Linked DNA regions of Sus scrofa: region 2 is linked to region 1. A link is a contact called in public Hi-C data. All regions are on one chromosome and are shown on one strand. Each heading gives the region's core, a stretch centred on a gene start, on an enhancer-like site or on the middle of the called end of the contact. The rest is flanking DNA. Distances are from core to core; before and after follow the strand shown.

Region 1 (4,558 bases), core at 212-2,711:
CTTTCTCAACCACCCCTATAGGGGCCTTGTATGACCCCAACGAACCAGTAAGTGTATCATAAGACCCCTCTTTCCCCAACCAATCATCAGGTCAGCAGGTGTATTGTGAGACCTCTTCTCTCCCTGGGTTATAAAAACAGACATGAAGGAATTCCCATCATGGCTCAGTGGTAATGAACGCAACTAGCATCCATGAGGATGCAGGTTCAATCCCTGGCCTTGCTCAGTGGCTTAAGGATTCAGCGTTGCCGTGAACTATGGCGTAGGTTGCAGATGTATCTCAGATTCTTCGTTGCTGTGCCAGTGGCAAAGGCTGGCAGCTGCAGCTCTGATTTGACCCCTAGCCTGGGAACGTCCATATGCTGCAAGTGCAGCCCTAAAAAGACAAAAAAAAAAAAAAAAAGCCAGACATGATCACATGCTCACTATCAGCTCTCCCTGATTATTAGGAAGTCACCCTGCTGTGCCAGCAGCATTTCTTTTTTTTTTTTTTTTTCTGTCTTTTGTCTTTTTGTTGTTGTTATTGTTGTTGTTGCTATTTCTTGGGCCGCTCCCGCGGCATATGGAGGTTCCCAGGCTAGGGGTTGAATCGGAGCTGTAGCCACCGGCCTACACCAGAGCCACAGCAACGCGGGATCCGAGCCGCGTCTGCAACCTGCACCACAGCTCACGGCAACGCCGGATCCTTAACCCACTGAGCAAGGGCAGGGACCGAACCCGCAACCTCATGGTTCCTAGTAGGATTCGTTAACCACTGTGCCACGACGGGAACTCCCGCCAGCAGCATTTCTATTACCAATAAATTCTTCTTGCTTTTCACCCCAATGCGAGTCCAGAAATTCTTCTTCTGATCCGCGTGCACAGACCTCGCACGACAGAAACCAAGTGGGGTTGCAGCCCAACATTGTGGCTAACAGCAGATTCTGTTAGATGTGAATGAATGACATTTCTGCCGCATCAGTTAACAAAGGACATTGCAGCCATCAAGCCATCACATTACTGCCACCAAAAGTGATCCCTGAAGGAACAGAAGATGGACAAAGGATGTCCACCATCTAGCAGTCAGCCACTGCAACACACACACACACACACACCCACACCTGCCTCAAAGATGCACCTTGGGGTGGGTCAGAATGAGAAAGCACAGGATGCTGGCCCCAGAGAGCTGAGGTGCTTATCATGGGAAAGATTTCAGTGAGTCTAGGCTCTTGCATCTACGCATACATAGAAAAGCGCTAAATTCCCTAATTTGAGATGTCTAGTTTCCTTTAATTAATAGTCATCTTTGGATGTTCCAACTCTTTGGTCTTTTTTGCAGAAACTCCTACAGATCCTGGCTCCTCCGTCACCTCTTCAGGTTAGTCCCTCAGAGCCACCCGAGAGGCTGTGTCCTGGCTTACATCCCCAGGAAGTCCTCTAGATAAAACAGAACTCTCAACTTTTAGGGTGTGCATTTCCTTCAGTTGACAGACATCCGGCCCCTTCTGCCTCTATCCCTTGCTGCAGGGCCCTGGGCAGATCACACAGGTTTCTGAGTTGCACTGCTTTGTTGTAAGTAGGGATTACAAGTACGCAGAATAAGTAAATCCATGTACATAAAGAACCAGAACAATGCCTGGTATGTGGTGAGTAAGTGCTAGTTGCTAGTATTGTTATTACTGCTGGAGGTGTTTGATAATTATCTAGACACCAGTATAGTACTTTCTAGTGCAGGTCCAGAGATTACTGTGCAGCAGGCACTGTGCCCAGTACTTTCACAGACTTCCTTTTCCAGCCTCACCCACCCCATCAGGTCAGTTCTACTACATCCTGTTCTGCAGAGAAGTCATAGACGTAGAGAGCTTTTGTTACATGGGTAAGATCACACAACTGCAGCATCTCTGAGAGTTCCTCCTGTCTGGGCAGGGTGGCAGAAAGCCTTAGCAAAAGCAGCGACACACCAACTCTACTTCTTCATGAACTGACATATCCAGCGCCAGCACCATGCCTGGCACTCAGTGGGTACCTTATGCATATGCACTGAGTGAGTGAATGAGTGATAGGAATTTGACCCCAAGGGGAATGCTCATGAGAGGCCCCAGAGCACAAGAGAGGGAACCGGACCAGCACCTGGAGGAATTGAGTTCCAGTCTTTCCTGTTCTGTTCTCAGTCTCCACGATAACCACCCTAAAATTTGGTCATTTGCCCCCTAGCACAGCACACTTGATAGCCAGGGCGTTTTGGAACCTGAGGAGGGAATGGGAGAACCGTGACGGTGAAGACAGTTGACTTAACCCAGTAAAACACCTCGTTATTTTCCCAGCAAAATGGGTTTATTTAGGAGCAGCACAGAATTGGAATTCGGGACATGCAACAATGGCAACAACACACAAGTTGGGTAAAACAAAGGAGTGGAAACTCTTTTTTAGAGGAGAAGGGGCAATTGGGAGGGACTGTGATAAACAGAATGTCCATTGGAGGAAACTGGGAGTTCGAAGTATAGCAGCTTTCCATTGGCTGAGTGGGGATTGTCTTTCATTGGCTGAAGTGTTGCCAGGCAAGGAGAAAATTTTTCTTCCTCCTGCTGGAGGTAGTAAAGCAGTGTCATTTCCTGTGGGAGATGTGCGGTTCACCTCTTCCTGTTGGCATCTCTATGGACCTACAGGGGTACCTGTGTGAGAAGTCCCACTTCAGGCATCCGGACTCCATTTGAGTGGAGTTTCCCTTTATTAATTTTTGCAAGACACAGACACTCGGCAAGTCTGAAGGCACACACGCTTTTGATACTTCAAAGGAAGCTAGCATCTTCAGGGGCCCCGGTTGAGTCTGATTCATGCCAGTCTTCCTCCCCCCCGATCCCCAAATTTTCAGAAAAAACAAGACAAAATAGAAGCGCCATTTGAAGAGGAATTTCAGACCTTTGAGAAAAAGCATAATGTCCTTCCTTGCTCAGATGCTAGAGACATCTGTGTGGTGGACACGCTAACGCAGTGGAGGACAAAAAAATAGATCAGAGAATGAGAAGTTAAAAGGAAGGACCTGGAATGATGCTGGTAAATAAAAAAGGAGAAAAAGAATGAGAAAAAAAAATCTTTAAAACATTCTGAATATTGGTTGATTCAACAAATATATTGGGGGAGATCCTGTCGTGGCTCAGTGGTCAACGAATCTGACTAGTATCCATGAGGACACGGCTTTGATCCCGGGCCTTGTCAGTGGGTTAAGGATCCAGTGTTGCCGTGAGCTGTGGTGTAGGACACAGATGCAGTTCAGATACCGAGTTGCTGTGGCTCCAGTGTAGGCCAGCGGCTACAGCTCCGGTTGGACCCCTAGCCTGGGAACCTCCATATGCCACAGGAGCGGCCCTAAAAAGACAAAAGACCAAAAAAACAAACAAACAAATATTGGGAAGCACCAGACTTTGATAAAACAACATGGTGACCCTCTTCTGATGATGCTCAAAGACATGGAGCGGGCGGGATCACATCTCGGCCGGCTGATGGGTTGCATGTCTGAACTTCCCCTTGGCCATAAATGTTACGGACTAAATTGGGTTCCTCCCCAATTCATGGTTTGTTACGGCAACCCCAGCAAAACCACACAACAACGAGCATTTCATCAGCAAGGTGTGGCGTGGAGGCAGACACGTGCTGAAGTGAAAACCAGTTTTCTCCATTCCTTCCTCCCTGGGGTGTGGAGGTCCTGCTGTAGCCCAGTGGGATCGGTGGCATCTCTGCAGAGCTGGCACACAGGTTTGATCCCTGGCCTGGCACAGTGGGTTAAGGATCTAGCATTGCTGCAGCTGTAGCGTAGGTTGCAAGTGTAGCTCGGATCGGATCCCTGGCCCGGGGACCTCTGTGTGCCTTGGGGCAGCCAAAAAAAAAAAAAAAAAAGTGAGGTTTGCAAGGAGGCTAAATGGACATGGGTGAATAGAGTGTCAGAGGGTCTCCTAGAGACGTATTCACAGATTTCCCGTCATGGCGTAGTGGTTACTGAATCCGACTAGGAACCATGAGGTTGTCACTCGGATCCCGAGTTGCTGTGGCTCTGGCATAGACCGGTGGCTACAGCTCCGATCGGCCCCCTAGCCTGGGAACCTCCATATGCCGCGGGAAGCAAAAAAGACTAAAAATAAAAAAATAATAAAATTAAAAAAAAAAAAAAAAGAGAGAGAGAAATATTCACGTCCCCATTGCTGTTCTTCCACTGATTTAGTCTTTCCAAAATGCCTCAGTGCTCGCAAGTGGGACTCATGAAAATGAAATGTCACTGAAGAACTTGCTGTTGCTGGAACTTAATGAACAGGCTTTTGAAACACAGAGCTCGAGGCTTTACACTTCATAGGAGGGTTCTGGCACCAAAGAAAAGGACAAACTCCAACTGTACTGGCGAGCAGAGCTCAGCTCTTGGGAAGACGGGGAAGCTGCCTTTTCAGGACCTGGCCAGGGTTCTGAATATCCACTTTAATAACCAAGGAAGCAGGGGGCAGAATCTGCACTGTGCGAATTTCAGCACAACTCTTCATTACTGACAGCCGTTTATTGTTGTGGGGTTTTTTTGGGTAGCGTCTATCTCAAA
Region 2 (4,376 bases), core at 129-2,628, 58 kb after region 1:
TCATGTAGTCTCATGAGTCCTCTGGACTCACATACTTACCCGTTCGTTTCACAGCTTCACTTGCGTGTCCGACGGACATTTAAAACTCAGGGTGCCCCAAACTGATCTCCTGATCAATACACCTCAACCCAAAGCCTTCTCCATCCCAGTTCATGGCAGCTCTATCCCTCCAGGGTCTCCAGCTTCAAACCTTGGAATTATCACTAACTAACTCTTGGTTTCTCTAACACCACAATCCTACCAGTTAGGAAATTGACAATGAAACCAGAATCTATCACTTCTCGCTGTCTCCACTGCTACTGCCCTGGTCCTAATCACGAGGGCACTGGTCTGGGTTACTGGTCTACCTTCCTCTGCCTTTTCCCCTCTTTCAGACCATATTCGACAAAGTCGCAGAAATCCTTTGGAACTTAAGTAGTGTCGTGTGCCTCCTCTGCTCAGCATCCCCTGTGGCTCCTCCATTCCCCCTCAGTGGAAGCTTATGAAGCTCTGTCCAGGCAATCAGCATTACCTTTCTGATCTCTCTTCTGTCCACTGTCCACCTCGCTCACTCTGGTCCAGGCATACTGGCTTCTCTACTGCTTCTTGAACATGTCAGGCACTAGGGCCACTGCGAAGGCTGTTCCTCCTGCCCAGAATTCTGTTCCCTGGGATCTTTATGGCTGAGTTCCTTGTTTCCTTCAATGCTTTGCTCAGATGTCATCTACTGTCATCTCTGCTCAACGCCGAGCACAGCCACCTCCTAGCCCATAACCTCTGGCTCCTTTAGCCTACCTGTTTTTCCCTTTTTCCATAGAATTTATAAATTTCTAGAATACTCTATAACTTACCTATTTATTATGCTGTTGTTTGTTTGTTTTTAGGGCTTCACTGTGGCATATGGAAGTTCCCAGGCTAGGAGTTGAATTGGAGCTGCAGCTGCCAGCCTACACCATAGCCCCAGCAACGTGGGATCCAGCCATGTCTGCGACCTATGTCACAGCTCAGGGCAACGCTGGATCCCTGACCCACTGAGCAAGGCCAGGGATCAAACCTGCATCCTCATGGATACTAATCGGACTTGGTTTCCCTGCGCTGCAATGGGAACTCCCATGATGTTTATTGTTTACTGTCAGTCTTGCTCTGGTAGAATATAAACTCCTACAGCACAGAGATTCTTGTCTATTTTGTCCACTGGTATATCTTACATGCTCATACATATACGTGGAACATAGTAGGTGCTCAATAATATTTGCCAGATTGATGATTTCTAAGCTTTCCTTCCGCCTGAAGAGTCTGATTTAAGACCTTACTTATAAAATCCTGATCGCCTCAGTGCAAATCCCCCTTTCCGCCACTAGGTGGCAGTCTTCACCTTCACTGCGGGCTCCCCGTAGCCTCAAATGTGAGCATTCACAGTTGAGTTAAGCTGCGTGTTTTCTTCGGTCCAAAACAAGCTGCCCGGCAGGACTCTACGGCAGGAAAATTCCGCAGACTGAGTGTAATTACCCCTCGGGATTCAACTGCTTTTAGGGAAGAAGACTTGGGATGTGAGTGCTTTCCTGGGGGAGCAACACATTATGAAAGTGACGTTGCTTTATTGCTGGGGACTTTTGCAGTGTAACTCACACGTGGGAAGGATGTAGGTTTAGAGAAAGGTGACAGGACAGAGTTGTGGCGCCTCAAGTAGGCTGACAACATACAACCTGGATTTAACCACCAAATATTATCTGTTTTTTTTAATTTTCACTTTAGCGTACAGCTTTAACCCTTTCTGCCCCATCCCATTTTACTCCATCCACTTACTATCCCTATGCTGGTCTTCAAAATTTCCTGTGACCTATAGGGAAATACAGACCCTCTGGGGTCCTCATTTCTGTTGGGACCCACTTCCTTCTGGGGATGGACAGGGCTGTGATCAATTTCCTGTGGGAGGCAGTATCGTTTAGCAGAAAGGGCAGAGTTTGGATGTAGCAGCTGTGCCGCTCGCAGATTGGTTTAGGGGCAAGTTCTTTTTTTTATTTTTCGTGGGTTTTTTTTGTCTTTTTAGGGTCATTCCTGGGGCAGATGGAGGTTCCCAGGCTAGGGGTCGAATCGGAGCTTTAGCTGCCGGCCTACACCACAGCCACAGCAAAGATCGCAACCACAGCAATGGGTTTGGGGGCAAGTTCCTGAGCTCTGAGCCTCTAGCTCTAAAGCAGGGGGCTGGTAGTGCCGCCCCTCCCCCATGGGGCTGGTGGGAGAGTTAAATTGGATGCGGGACAAGGTAAGCACCTAGCACGGTGCCTGGCACATGGTGAGTGCTCCATGGGGTTCTTACCCTCGCCTTCCTCCTTCAAGCATGACCCTCGTCTGACCCCCTGCCTCTGGGCCCTGGAGACAGTCCATCTGCGGTCGGAGGGAGGGAGAAGGAACGAGAAGTGCATGAGCAGGAGTGATGCATGGGGGCAGGTGAGGGGTCTCTTGGAAGGAGCAGAGTGGTGGGAAAGGGGATGACGTCCCAGTGACCTTGAATCCTGACATTTGTGCCCAGCCCGCATGCACCGAGCCTCCAGGTCACCGATTCAAGAGGTAAAGACAAAACTGCTATATCAGATCGAGAGTCCAGCTCAATACGGAAGAAAGGAAACTTGCTTATTAATAAATCACATCTTTCAGGAGTTCCTGTCGTGGCTCCGTGGGTTAAGAACCTGACCAGTATCCATGGGGATGCAGGTTCGATCCTTGGCCTCGCCCAGTGGTTTAAAGATCCAGCGTTGTGATGAGTAGGGTGTATGTCGCAGATGCGGCTTGGATTTGGTGTGGCTGTGGCGGTGGCGGTGGCGTAGCCTGGCAGCTGCAGCTGTGGTTTGACCCCTAGCCTGGGAACGTCCATATGCTGCAGGTTCAGCCCTAAAAAAGGGAAAAATACATAAACAAACGAATAAGGACATCACGTCTTTCAGAAGCTGCTCCTTAGCAGGTCAGGCATCATCGCTGATGCAGCGGGCTTCTTTCTACATGCCTCTCGGTTCTTCAGTGTCCCATTCAGACTGTGGGTTGCTGTTAATTCCCCCTGCCCCGCTGCTCCAAGCACCAACTCCACTTTAGCTGAACAAAGTGGGTTTATCACTCTTGGCTAGAAGCCTGAGCACTCGCCGGGAGGGATCCACGGAGGCAGGGGACAAAGGGAAAGGACTTGTAGGATTTGGGTCTGTTCTTTTTTGTTTTGTTCACTAGTTTGTATTTCTTAGGGTCCGTGTATCAGTGAGATCATATGGTTTTTGTCTTTTTCTGCCTGACATATTTCAGTGAGTATAAATGCCCTCCAAGTCCAACCATGTTGCTGCAAATGGCAACATTATTCTTTTTTGTGGCTGAATAGTATTCCATTGTGCATATCTGTATATCTGCTTCTGGATTAATTTTTCCGACCTGATTTCTCACGACCGCCCTCCTTTTCACTCACTTCCTCCAAATCAGCAAAATCTTTTCTGCCTCAGGGCCTTTGCACTTGCAGTGTCCTTGGGCAAGAACGAATTTCTTCTCAATGCTTGGTCTCAGGGAGCCCTCTCCTGACCACCCTCCCTAAAGGGGTCATTGCTTCAATAGTCCCCACTGGTTTCCTGCATTCTTATCATAATCCATACTTACCTTGTTAGCTTATTTGCTTATTTTCATACCGTCTATCTCTAAGCAGAGAGCGAGCCCCACAAGGGCAGGGGGACTCATAAATACCACTTTAGACACAGTGAGGCATCTGAACAGCTTTGCACACAGCGAATAACTTCGTAAATGAGATATGTGGGGGGTAATTCTACTCTAAGTATATGTTAGAAAATCTAATTATTCGTGAATAATTCAAATCATCATGTTTTATCTCACAGAGATAGAGACTGCCAGAAGATTAAGAAGGCATTCACAGATGCATTTATCTCTAAGGACCCCTGCAGTGCCAGAGAGGAAGACTACGACCTGCTGATGAAGCTGGGGCATCAGACTGTGCCGTGCGACAAGGTAAGTGTGTCAAGTTGTGGATTTAACCCTGAGGGTAAAAGCCAAAGGGAACATGATGGAAGATAGCATGAAAAAAAAAAAAAAGAATGTATATATGTGTATATATATGTGTGTATGTATGACTGGGTCACTTTGCTGTACAGAAGAAATTGAAGCAACATTGTAAATCAACTATACTTTATTTATTTATTTTTTAACAAAGCCAAAGGGAAGAGGTCATGGGACCAAATTTTTTTTCTCCCTGCCCCGGACATGCAGAAGTTCCCAGGCCAGGGATCGAACCTGTGCCACGGCAGCAACCTGAGCCATAGCAGTGCCGTCAGATCCTTAACTTGTTGTGCCACCAAGGAACTCCACGGGACGGAATTTTGACTGGAATGAGGGAAGAGGAATTTTGCAGG

Evidence for each region. Hi-C and Micro-C count contacts between places; a contact is called where the count stands out from the background.
Region 2: a contact with region 1 is called in a Hi-C map of blood, with 3 times the contacts expected there. The contact joins two enhancer-like sites. A contact is called at or near these places in 14 of 47 Hi-C or Micro-C datasets (alveolar macrophages, blood, embryonic fibroblasts and 6 more).

The regions. Positions count from the first base shown.
Region 1 is chr8:11,048,305-11,052,862 of Sscrofa11.1, forward strand. No RefSeq gene overlaps it. Among named protein-coding and RNA genes, the nearest start is that of CD38, 33 kb to the right of the region's middle. Within about 2 kb of position 1,462, at least 9 of the 83 cell types and tissues checked have an H3K27ac peak or open chromatin away from gene starts, as enhancers often do.
Region 2 is chr8:11,106,828-11,111,203 of Sscrofa11.1, forward strand. CD38 (CD38 molecule) reads left to right here. Exons shown (of 8, transcript NM_001243883.1): 2 at 3,846-3,975. Among named protein-coding and RNA genes, the nearest start is that of CD38, 25 kb to the left of the region's middle. Within about 2 kb of position 1,379, at least 18 of the 83 cell types and tissues checked have an H3K27ac peak or open chromatin away from gene starts, as enhancers often do.